Linked DNA regions of Triticum aestivum: region 2 is linked to region 1. A link is a contact called in public Hi-C data. All regions are on one chromosome and are shown on one strand. The core of a region is the stretch at or near the end of the contact, and the rest is flanking DNA. Distances in the headings are between cores, read along the strand shown.

Region 1 (6,217 bases), core at 1,324-3,823:
GGAGGTCACAGCTGTATGATTTGCCTATATGCGTATTTGATGTGTATTCAGGCACTAATCCTTGAGGTGCTATCAGATGCACACTTCTTTTTCGTCAACATCAGCGGCTGCTTCGGCCTCGGCCTTGACGGATGGAAGTTCAGATATCTCCTTTTCCATCTTGTCAAGGAAACGGGACATGACTTCCAAACTCGTCTCATCTGCATACAACAACAAGCGTGATTTTACGTTAGAAAGTTTAGGGTGTTCATATCGATGCATAGTAGTGAACCAAGAAACTGATAGGTCGCTTGAACCCCAAGAGCTATTTGAAGTTCTTCCATCCAGAAATATGTTTAGCATGTACACAGTGGCGGAGCTAGGTACAAACTGCTGGTGGGGGCAGGGGGCAAGGCTAACGCATGAGTGTTTGAGGGTGCAAAATGCTAAAAAAGTTATCATCTAGGCACTCCCCCCAAAAAAATTCTTCACTGCTTGGTCCAAAGCTGGTGGGGTGGGGGGGGGGGGCATCATAGCTCCGCCGGTGCATGTACAGATATCGAACCCTGAATCAGATCAACAGAGCAATACTGAAGTTTATTTTGCAGCTTAAGTTTGTGATCCTGTGGCCTCCAATCACAAATCTCTCATGTTTACAGTTTACCTACTAATCTCTTCCGGACTTCTAAATATCAACATTAGCACTACAACTGGATCGATATTACTGCCTAAACTTATGCCGTTCAGAGGACTTCGTAGATGGAAATATGAGCTTACCAACAAGCCTTGGGACTGTGTGGCCCTTTGGGTGCCGTATAATGAATGGATCCACAAATGACTCTATGAGCTGCTCACCATGGGGTTTAAGAAAGTCATTGTCGCCTGCAAATCAAATAAACCGGTGTGTTAATGCTCCCATGTTACTTGCTCACTACTCAGTTGACCTACGAAGGCTTCAAATCTTCCAAAATGAACACTCAACATGGAATGATATGAGAATTTGACTATCGACTGAAGTAACCATGGGAATAATATACCCCTAGAAATGGTGTCATCAGATGATATGTCAAAGCTTGACCTCACACAATATATATCGTTCAGAGTGTAAACTATGTCATGGATGATCCTATGGTATGTCCTTCCTCTGTAAATTATCCCCTAATAATATGCTGTTTACCATCATTAGAATACATCGAGCTCTTGGAAGTTTTTCATGAGTACTATCGTTAGAGTACATGAAGCCTTTGGAAGTTTTTTTATAAGTATGATACAAAAGAAGCACACAGTTGGTGAGAGTACTTTAAGTACATTTCCTAATCACATAATAAACACTAGAACATAACTGCACATGAAGTAGGCATGCCGGCTGGAAAATAAATATGATAAGGAGACAGCCATACGCACACACCGCCTAGGAAGCAACTGAGAGAACATACGCTAGCCAACAACCAACCACAACCAGCATGGCAACTGTAAAGGACTAATCTGTGAAGAACATATTGAAGTACCGAGGAAGTGAAGCGAGGGGATTTTGATCATGTTGGCGTACGCCTTATCGGCTATTGCGGGTGAGCGGAACTTGGCCCCGCCTATGATTATGAGATATTTGATCTTAGGAACTCTAGTCAAGGCCAATCCCTGCCAACAAAACACAAAACGGTGAGGTAAAGAACGTTGCAGCTCTATCAGCAATTCGGCACATCTTAGGAAGAACTACTAGTGGAACAGTCGAACTGGAGTTGATGTGGTAAGGTTATCAGAATCTGTCAGCTTACTTGTTCTTGGAGCCCCGGAAGTGCGCCAGATAGAATCGAACCCTGGTATTACCATGACAATTTGCAATCGTTAATTGACAATATAGTGACAGCAAATATGTTTAGGGAAGAGGTGATCCCAGTCCTGTTACCTGGGAGAAACCCATCAGCCCATCAAAGGGCCCTTCTTTAATCATCAGCTCCTCGATGTAAGCCAGGCATTTGTCGAAATTCCTGTACTCCGTGAATCCCTGTTTTCAAAGAGAAAAAAAACTCCATGAATACAACGTAGGTAAAAAATAAACTCAGATCCGCAGGCCGACATTCTGGGGAGGAGTTAGTACAAAAGCTAACAAAAAGGTGGCACTGGCTCCACCAAAGTTGGACGCAGGAGATTGGCAGAATTAGATCAGGCAATGGGGATATGGGCGGGATGGTGCGACCGTGGGAGGAAGGGAAGGTGGAGGCGGGGCGGACCTTGTCGAACTGGAACCACTCGTAGTAGGGCGGGTCGAAGATGCCGTCGACGTCGGACTTGCCCTCGGCGGGGAAGGGCGCGTCGGCGAAGACGAGGTCGAGGCTTGCCGTGACCTCGGCGGGCCACTTGCCCACCACCTGCTTCCGCATGATCTCGCCGCTGGTCCGGAAGCCGTGCAGGCACAGGAACCGCGGCCGCCTGGCCCCGACCCCGCCGGCGAGGCTGCCCATCCGCGTCTGCCTGGCGTCTGGACCGTCTGCGTGCACGCGCCGGCTGGTGTTTTTTTTCTTTTTGTTGGAGGCCGGTGCTCGGGGAGGGGCGCTGGTGGCCGTCCGTGCCGTGCCCGACGGTTTTATTCTGTTGGGTGGGAGCGTGGACCCCGTGGAGGCTGGAGCCTGGACGGGAAGGCAAGCTGCGGTGGGGCCCGCTGCGCTTCGCCTTGCCGCCGGTGTCGTGGGGTGTGGTTGGCGGAGCGAGTGGTGCGCGCGCGCCGCACGTCTGCACGACGCGGGCGAGCCGTGAGCCGTGAGCCGAGTGTCTGCGTCGGTACGTGGACGGTGACGTTTCTGGGCGTAGGGCCCGCGGGCCGGCGAGGCCTTCGTGTCGCACGTGGACAGGATGGCAGGGGTCTGCGCCTAGAGAGACACATCATGCATTCCGCGTGATTCCAGAAACTTTAACCTCGATAGTTAAAAAACTTGAAACGGAAGCACAAGTGGCGCAGGGGCTCGCTGAACCTGTCTACTTTTTTCTCGAATAAGCACGAGTGTGCGTATCATCTATTAAGAGAAGAAGGGGAAAAGAACCCCAAAATAGTTTACAGGGCACGGCTACATGACACCCACGTCAACTCCACCTAACTCTACCCGGCACACTATGTGACTACTCGCCCTGCGCCCATCTTAGAGCTGCCTCGATGCCCTGGTGCATATCGTCATCGCCGCGGAGCAGTCCCGCGTCTTTTCATAGCACGTATTCGCTAGCAATTTTCCTCAACAAGTCTTCAAGACATGGAGTCCTGCCATTGAACACAACTTCGTTCCGGTGCTTCCACACCTCCCAGAGGACTAGCAAGCAAGTCGCGCGCCTCGGCCTTGCTCGCTTCTTGGTCATCCTGTCCAGCCCGCTGCGCACGTACCAGTCCGATAGCGTCTCTTCCTGGCGAGGCTCAGCATGCCCCATGCCCAGCGCGGGCAGGACTCGAGTCCACACTTGTCGGACGAAAATGCAGTGCAGAAGCAGGTGGTTTATCGTTTCATCATGTTGATCGCACAACGGGCATGCGTCCTGGTGCTGCAATCCCCGCCTCGCCAGTCGGTCCGAGGTCCAGCACCTCTCCTTAGTGGCTAGCCAGGAAAAGAACCTGCATTTGAGCGGCGCTCGCGAGTCCCAGGAGAGCGAAGCCGTGGGTGAAACCTGGAGCCCCCAAAACTTGGCCTGGTAGGCCGATCTGGCCGAGAATTGCCCCTCCTTGCTCAGGCCCAGGTAATAGCGTCGTTGTCGTGCTCATTCAGGCGGGTGGCCGCGACCGCGGGCCATAGGGACAAGAATTGCTCCAAGGTGGTGTGGTCAATGGCTGGCCCGAGGTCACGCGCCCAAGCATCTGAGCCTATGGCTTCGTAGACGGTTCTAGATTTCTTCACACGCGCCGGGATGCGGTCATAGAGACGTGGCGCAAGCTCTTGGATGCGGGATCCCATAAGGCATCGATCCTCCCAAAACAAAGTGTTCTTGCCATCGCCAAGGTGCACGCGCGCTGCCGTCTGGAAGAGAAGTCTTGACTCCTTGGGCACGGGAATGGCAAATTCCGCCCACGGCCTGGAGGTGTCCGTCTTTTGTAACCAGATCCACTTTGTCTGCAAAGCTACGTTCATCCAACGCAAGTCCAGCACGCCAAGACCGCCTGCCCACTTTGGACGGCAGACGACGTCCCAGGCGACTGCACATGCGCCTCCTCCTGCCTCCGCCTTGCCGCTCCACAGAAAACTCCGACAGATTTTGGTCATTGCTGCGAGCGTTTTGGGTGGCAGCCCCAGAGCTAACATTGAATGGATGGGCATCGCTGTGAGAACTGATTGGATGAGAAGGAGTCTGCTGCTCTTTGGCAGAGTCGTTGCCTTCCAGTGTGGCAGCATCGCGGCGAGCTAGTCCACGAGTCCACGAAATTGCACTGCCGTTTGCTTCCTTATGGTGAGGGGGAGGCCAAGGTATTTGCACGGGAACTCTGCCGTCGAGCAACCAAGCATATCGCGGACGAGTTGCATTTCCTCCTAGGAGCACCGGATGGGAAAGCCTGCCGTCTTGGCAAGGTTCACATGCAGCCCCGAAGCGTGCCCGAACATGTCGAGGATCGACGAGCACACTGAGAGCTCCTGAGATTTTGGCTTGAGAAAAACCATGACATCATCGGCGAACATGGAGAGTCTTTGTTTGAGGCCCGAGCGTGCCAGTGGGGCCAGCAAACCCGTATCAGTGGCTCTCGCAAACAGCCGGTGGAGTGGCTCCATGCATAAGATGAAGAGCATAGGAGAGATCGGCCCCCCTTGTCTGAGCCCGCGGCAGTTAAAGATGGCATCGCCTGGCCTCCCATTGACCAAGATTCTAGTGGACAAAGTGGAAAGCATGCCACAGATCCAAGTGATGCATCTCCGCCCAAAACCCATCTGTCTCATCACCTCAAGCAGGAAAGGCCATTGAATTGAGTCGAAGGCCTTGGATATGTCAAGCTTCAACATGACAGAAGGGTCACGCAGCGCGTGGAGGCGCCGGGCTGTGCACTGAACGAGCATGAAATTATCATGTAAGGACCTCCCTGCTACGAATGCACTCTGATGATTACCCACGAGGGACGGCAGTTCGCCAGCAAGCCTGACAGCCAGAGCTTTGTCGAAGATCTTGAGCGCCCCGTGGACAAGACTGACGGGCCTAAAATCCGTGATTTGAACCGCTCCTGCTTTCTTCGGCAAGAGGACGACGATGGCCTTGTTGATCGCCGGTAGGCCGCGCATGTCACCTCTATAGAACTGGCCCATCGCCCGCATCATATCGTCCTTAATAATGCTCCAGTAAGAGGCATAAAAACGTCCCGTGAATCCATCCGGCCCAGGGGATTTGTCCATTGGCATGTTCTTGACGATGTGCTCAATCTCCTCGATTGTGAATGGGGCTTCGAGGTGAGCCAGGTTCTTCCATGGAAGATCGCGGGCGTCAAGCTGGAGCGAGTAGTCACGCTCGGGAGCGGTTCCGAGCAGCGCTGAGTAGAACTCGTCTACCGCATTTGCGATCTCCTCCTGATTCGTGAACGTCTGCCCGTTGTGTTGCAAGGAGAGGATGGCATTCTTACGTTGGCGATGACAGGCCTGACGATGGAAGTATGCGGTGTTGGCCTCGCCATCTCTGAGCTGCAACAACCTCGATCTTTGCCTTGCTATTGTCCTCTGCAACGACGCCAGCCCGAGTAGCTTCCGCTTGAGTAGTCTGCACAAGGCGTGCTCGTCCAGGGAGAGAGCCCTGGAGTCCATGGCCTCATCAAGCCGAGCAATGACCTCTAGGGCAATGAGGTTCTTCATCCTGACATTTCCAATCCACCGATCGCTCCAACGTTGCAGTGCTTTGGCTGTGGCTCGCAATTTGTTATCCAAGGTCAGGAAGGCATTATCGTGCAGGGGGACCGACTGCCAAGCCGTCTCCACCGTCTCGTGGAACCCATCGGCCTCGGTGAACCTGTCTACACATGCACCAGATGAATGGTACGCTCTGACAAAAAAAACCGATTTTTCCTTTTTCTTTCTTTTTTTAGGGGAAAATCTTCTTTTTCTTAACAAACGTGATCGAGTGTTCTATCCCACGTGTGAAGTTTCGTGAAGAAATGACATTTTTAACACAGTACAGACGCAAGCGTTTATATATACGTGTATACACTCACCCCTATGTACATACACACGCACACCCTACCTCTATAAGCACCTCCGAAAGACCGAGCCGGCATATCAGACAAAAAGGAAAA
Region 2 (6,217 bases), core at 2,690-5,189, 230 kb before region 1:
GTGTAAGAAAATTATTTGAATTTGGTGTGATTTGTAGGCTGTACAAAAAAACAAAAATCCGGCCCAACAACAAAAATTGGCCCATTTTATAAATACGTTTTTGTCTTTTTTCTATACGCCACGTGTGAAAGTATTTGGTTTTGAATTTTTGCACAGACGCAATACACATGTGTGAAAGTGTATACAAACAATTTCAAATTTTTTCACCTTGTGGAAATTTGTATTTTGAAAACGAGCTCCGTGGAGCTCGGCCTCCAAAAGCCCCCACCCATGGATAGGCCCTCTTTGCGAGGGGGAGAGGCAAAAACAAGCTCTCTTTGCAGGCAGTGTACCATCGGCAAAATGACCAAAACTACTGAGTAACATGTTTGTCAGAGCTGAGCTGATCCAGATCAGATCTTCATCACCACCATAATGCGTCGCTCCTTACGTGTCTGTTACAAATGGCTGTGTCCCTATTTTATTGGCAATAAATGAGGCAGGTCTAGCTTCTGGTAAATCCATCTGTGACGAACCTCTCTTTCTCAGATCAGATCGCACATGCAGAGATCTGGGGCTAGGTGGTTTGGCGCGCAGGAGAAGGGGATGGGAAAGCAGAGAACAAGAATGAGAGACAGGGAACAGTAGATGAGATTCAGAGTCTACACATTTGATGCCTGTCTCAGGTTACAGACACATATAGATAGCCACCTGCCGAGCCCCCATAGGGCCACTACACCACAGGCACACCGAACCACTAACCCCGTTGGGCCACAGCGGAGAACCTTCCCTGCCTGCTTTGTCACCTGCAGCTTCTGAGCACGGCACGGAAGATGCGAGCGTGACACGATCATGCTAAAACTGAAGATTACTGGTCTGGTCTGTCATCCTAACCATGTCACCGTGCAAACCATCAAAGCAGCAAAGCTCCCTTTTTGTAGATAGAAGCACATAATGACCATTAGTATGGTTCGACATATGAGGTAAAAGAAGAATTCCCATCTCATGGTATTGGCATTGTCAAAGAAACCAGTTCAAACCGTCCATCCTCAACATTTTTCCCGGGGTTGACTGAAATCTGGATGCAGAATGGACTGTTCTTGCCTTGGTTCAGCAGGCATTTCATAACAATGAGCCAGATAAGATGAAAATCAAGCTTTCTTTTGGTTCTCTTCCTTTTAGCAGTGCCTGTCTTGCCAGTGCCATCTAGCATCCCAGAAATGCTTGACTGGCCAGATTCACAAGTATCTACCAGCATGCAGTGCCGGCTCTTGTAGCATTCGGACACATCATCTGCGTTAATATTAGAAAATAGAGCCTCTGCAACTTTATTCTTCACAAGCACAGGAACTTGTCCAGTTTGGTCTTGCACATACATCTGCAGATCATGAAGATATGGTTTTACTAATCTATTTTCAACAAAAGAAACTGTTTGATCTCTTACCATGAATGGTTTATATATCTGGCCAACAACATGGAGATACTTTGGATTATCTGGGCAATCAATTGGATAAGTACTGTCTCCATGAAGATTTCTGCATAGAGATTTTTATAAATCATGACAAGCAGAGCAATATAGATTTTGGGACATATAACTGATGAAATGTTGACAAGATGACATGCATTTGCATACTTTTGGTATAGAGGTAAACCACATAACTTGCATCCAGCAGCAATAAAATCTCTGATGATATCATTATGTCCATTCAAGGTATGTTTCTCAATGACTGACAATTGCCCCTTCGTTTCAGGGCCAAGAGAACCCATTAACACAATTTTGCTAATAGATGCAGAAATATTCAAATTACATGGTTTGCTCTGAGGTAGTAGTTCTGAGATGGAAAAGAAGTCTGCCGAATCATTTTTCATTCTTTCTTTCCAATTCTTCGATATCACCTGCAGTCAATATAGGAGTTTTATTGCTTCCATAGTATATATTTTTAAAAGAAAATGTTAATGTTATAAGTTATCCACACAAGAAGACAAGTTAAATAATCATGATCTACTTCTATCAATAGAGAACTTATGGAGTAAAACCATGAATGCCTTGATCTTGTTGTTCATTTATTAACATCAACATAACAGGTGTAATTGTGATGTAAGATGAAGTGAAAACACAGGAGTGACATTCAAAGGATTTTTATGACCATCTTATAAACAAGCTCATGTTAATGAAATCCGTTTTTTGAACCTTTAAGCGGAATGTAAGGGCAGAAGGAAAGAATTGGAGATGTAGATTGCTACCTATCCAAATCAAACTAAAATCACACTGCCTTGGCAAATTTGTACCTGCTGATGATTTTCCGCATGAGTACGTTTGGTGTGTACGATCCACTCTGACACTCGTCTTAATTTTGATCTTGTAGCATTGCCGACTTTACAATTAATTATGAATTCATCAATTCCTAATAAAAGAGCCCATGTGTTAAGTTATCCAGTAATAGTTTCTTTTTCTTCTAGACACAATTATCTGCTGGAAAATAAATGTAGATGCTAATATAAACATGAGCCCCACAAAACAAGCAATATCTAGATAAAATATTGCAGAGAGGAATATTTTTATAAGATGGAAAGAACAATTAATTGGAAAGGTCTCGATTTCAAGAGCTGGCCAATGTTCAAATATAATGCCCACCTTTTCCCATCAACAAAGCCCTTACCACTGTTAGTCTAATATATGTTTCCCAATTTCCTCAATAGTAAAGATGGTAAAAACATTGTTGTAATTACTCCTGGGTCACCGCATTTTGAAGTAATACAACCAGGGCAGTGCCAGTAAAGATCAAAGAGCACCAATGAATAAAACAAATGCAAACGCATACCTTCGGATTGCACTAAATCTTTAGAGTTCATCAAAATTTGGACTGCAGACATCTGAGCAGCCCTTCCCTCCAAGCCATTTCTAAACTCTACTATCTTAATATCTGAAGCAAAGGAACGAGAACGTCACACCAGATGCTGTTTGCATGCACATAAGTTATGTGGACATGATAAATCGGAAACAAGCTGGCCCAAAAAGGGCCATTCTATGCTAAAGTGTTTCCGAGAACACAACTAATTACAGTACCATTCGAAAGACCAAATGGGGATGGTTTCACTTACTGTAAATTTTTATCAATTAAAAGAAGGTACAGTATTACTCCCTCCGTTCCTAAATATAAGTCTTTTTAGACATTCAAATAGACTACAAGATATGTATGTAGACATATTTTAGAGTGTAGATTCACTCATTTTGCTTCGTATGTAGTCACTTGTTGAAATCTCTAGAAAGACTTATATTTGGGAACGGAGGGAGTAGATTGCAACTGAAAGCATTACACAGGTAAAATTGAGATTAAAAGAGAGACCCCTCGGATCCTCAGTTCCATACTCTGCAACAGTAAAACATCGCCAGCGATTATCGTCGAGCTAGTAGTGTTGGACCATAGAGAGACGGAGAAGCTCGACCTCGTGTCATCACCAACCTCCAGAATAACTCTGTGATACGTCCTTCCGGTTGCAGCATTTTGCTCCTGGGAAAGCAGAAGCAGATTCTAAGCCTCGGAGCGACATGGCCAAAGATACGTTGACATCGTATCACTCCCTTTTTTCCCCATTGGAGAAGATTATTATTTCTACTAAGTGGAAGTAGGGATTGCTCGTTACCTGGTGGGGAAGGACACGGCGAACGGACGCCAGGAGCTGTACGAATCCACCGACGTGGCCGGCGGCCGCCGACAGGTCGATCAGCGGACCGTACCAGCTCACGACTGCGGCCATTATAGGTTCGCAGCCGCGCCGCCGGTGGGGTAGATTGGGGTCTTCCCTCGGACCGAACTGTGGCGGGAGCGGCGCCGCCGCCGCCGCGCGAGGTCGGGTGGTCCGCCTCCCTCGGGAAAATATCCTGTGCTCCAGGTCATCGAGTGCTCCGCCTCCCTCGGGAAAATATCCTGTGCTCCAGGTCATCGAGTGCTCCGCCTGCTCCTGGGCTAGCACGACGGTTCGATCCACAACGTAGGCACGGGATACAGCTGGAATGCCCCACCATTAAAATTTTGTAAAAAAACTCCCCGTATTAGTACATAATAAGTGCGACCTACCCATCACCTACCTAGATGTGTTGCACTGTTGCCCCCAATTTGGAACAAAACAAACACAAGCAGACCAGGGCTTCAGGAACAGGCGGCGCACCTCGCCGAGTGCTACGCTGCGAGGTCTGGGACGAGCTCGCCACGGCACTGACGTACATCCAGTGGACCAGTTGCCCCATCCCCGCATCTGCCATTCTCCACATCGGCCCCCTACCCCACCCCATCCGGCGACTAGCTCTGCCATCCGCCGGCGCTGTAGAAGAGAACTCAACTCTTCAAGTATGTTGTGCTGGATTCAATCCTTCACGATGGAAATCTCCTCGATCTTATGACCTTGTGTTATTAGTATTGTGCTTTTTGGTTCTAATCCCATTGTTCGTTTATAATGATCTCCTAAGATGTAGCTAATTCTGTTTTGGGTAAAATGTGGCTATTTCTCTCTATCAGGCGGAAAAGAAAATTACTCACTGAGAAGAGTTGATATGTTCTACTTGGAGTAGATGTTCCAGCAATTAGTGATTGTGGAATTTCAGCTACTTATGGCTTCCCACTGTACATGAGACGAACTAATTTCATCTACATGTTCAAGCACCTGAATAATGAGTCCCCTCTGTATTTGTTCAGTATTTCCATTGAAATAAAACCAAAATAGCTTTACCTTGTTATCAGCTTGCTGAATGTTTGTCGTGTGCACTTCCTATGGAACATGTGTTTGTTTTTGTATACTATATTGAAAATTCATGCTACTGGCTATACCATAGAGCTTTTTATTTTTTTTGTGTAAATCTGTACCGAAGATCTGATGTCATCTTTACATGTGTTGAATGATACTATTTTTAGGGGATGTGTTGCATGGTACTGAAAACATCTTGAAACGATCAGCTACCAGAGGTACAAGATGTGTGTGGTGTTTCTGTTCCAAAACTGATGGCATCACGTCTTTTGGAGCTAGGTGATAGGAACGTTACAGTTATTCTATCTTTGTATTGGGGTGCTTTCTGTAAATTTGTATGATGGGGAACGTCCAGGTTACATCCTGTGCATATATATTTCATCCAAGGGATGTGTTGTGTACGGAACAGCTGGAGTACTCCATCCTTCGGAGTACACGATACGTTCTCCGCCTCCCTCCTCCCAAAAGGTTGCGAATTGTTTTCCTTGCGGGCGAGGTTCCTGGGCCTCTGAAACAAGGCCCATGGCACTCGCGAAACCGCCGCAAGTCTGGCCCACATAGATACAGTGGAGATTCTCCAAAAAAAATCACAGACACAGTGGAGGATCTTCTAAAAAATATATTTATTATTTGCAGATGACAGTCTGCTGTTTTTCAAGGCGAATGGTGTGGGTGCTAATGAGGTTTCCCAGTTGTTGACCACGGGCCAGCGGATAAATTATGACAAGTCTTCTATATACTTCAGTAAGGGTGTCCCAGAAGCAGTGTGAGGTGAGATCAAAGTACTGCTAAACGTCCCTAATGAGAATTTTAATGAGAGATATCTGGGTATGCCATCTGATGTTGGGAATTCAAAGAATGGGGCTTTTAAATATCAGAAGGATAGGTTATGGAGTAAGGTTCAAGGCTGGATAGAGCACACAATGTCAACAGCGGGTAAAGAAGTTTTTGTCAAAGCAGTGGCTCAGGCAGTACCGATTTACTCCATGTCATGTTTTAAATTGCCTAGAGGTCTATGTGAGCACCTAAACATGTTGATAAGGAAATTCTGGTGAGGAAGCAAGGATAGCCAACACAAGCCGCGTTGGGTATCTTGGAAAGTTATGACGCAACCGAAAGGTATGGGTGATTTGGGCTGCAAAGATTTTGAATTATTTAATCTAGCAATGTTGGCAAGACAAGCATGAAGGCTTTTGCAACAACCAGAATCTTTGAGCGCCCATGTGTTGAAGAGCATCTATTTTCCATCTTTATCCATATTGCATGCAAATCTAGGAAGCCATCCTAGCCAAATTTGAAGAGCTATTATAGAAGGCAGAGATATCCCGAAACAAGGTTTGATCAAATAGATTGGTAATGGCAATACAACAATTATATGAGAGGATAATCGGTTGCCGCGCGATGAGATGTTGAGGCCTTATGGTGCTTGGTTACTAACCCTCCGGCCCTGGTTGCCGATTTGATCGATGTTACTTCCGCAACTTGGAATAGGCAG

Evidence for each region. A called contact is a pair of places that touch in the nucleus more often than the background predicts.
Region 2: a Hi-C map of leaf shows a contact between it and region 1, with 4 times the contacts expected there. The contact joins the promoter of LOC123053458 here to the promoter of LOC123053453 in region 1. A contact is called at or near these places in 3 of 5 Hi-C or Micro-C datasets (all in leaf).

The regions. Positions count from the first base shown.
Region 1 is chr2D:407,396,486-407,402,702 of IWGSC CS RefSeq v2.1, reverse strand. LOC123053453 (esterase AGAP003155) reads right to left here and starts at 2,573. Exons shown (of 6, transcript XM_044476935.1): 1 at 2,211-2,573; 2 at 1,886-1,984; 3 at 1,755-1,796; 4 at 1,488-1,617; 5 at 757-861; 6 at 1-200. The coding sequence starts at 2,441. The coding sequence ends at 73.
Region 2 is chr2D:407,623,791-407,630,007 of IWGSC CS RefSeq v2.1, reverse strand. LOC123053458 reads right to left here and starts at 3,939. Exons shown (of 7, transcript XM_044476939.1): 1 at 3,625-3,939; 2 at 3,350-3,491; 3 at 2,802-2,903; 4 at 2,269-2,384; 5 at 1,613-1,875; 6 at 1,424-1,514; 7 at 613-1,357. The coding sequence starts at 3,924. The coding sequence ends at 983.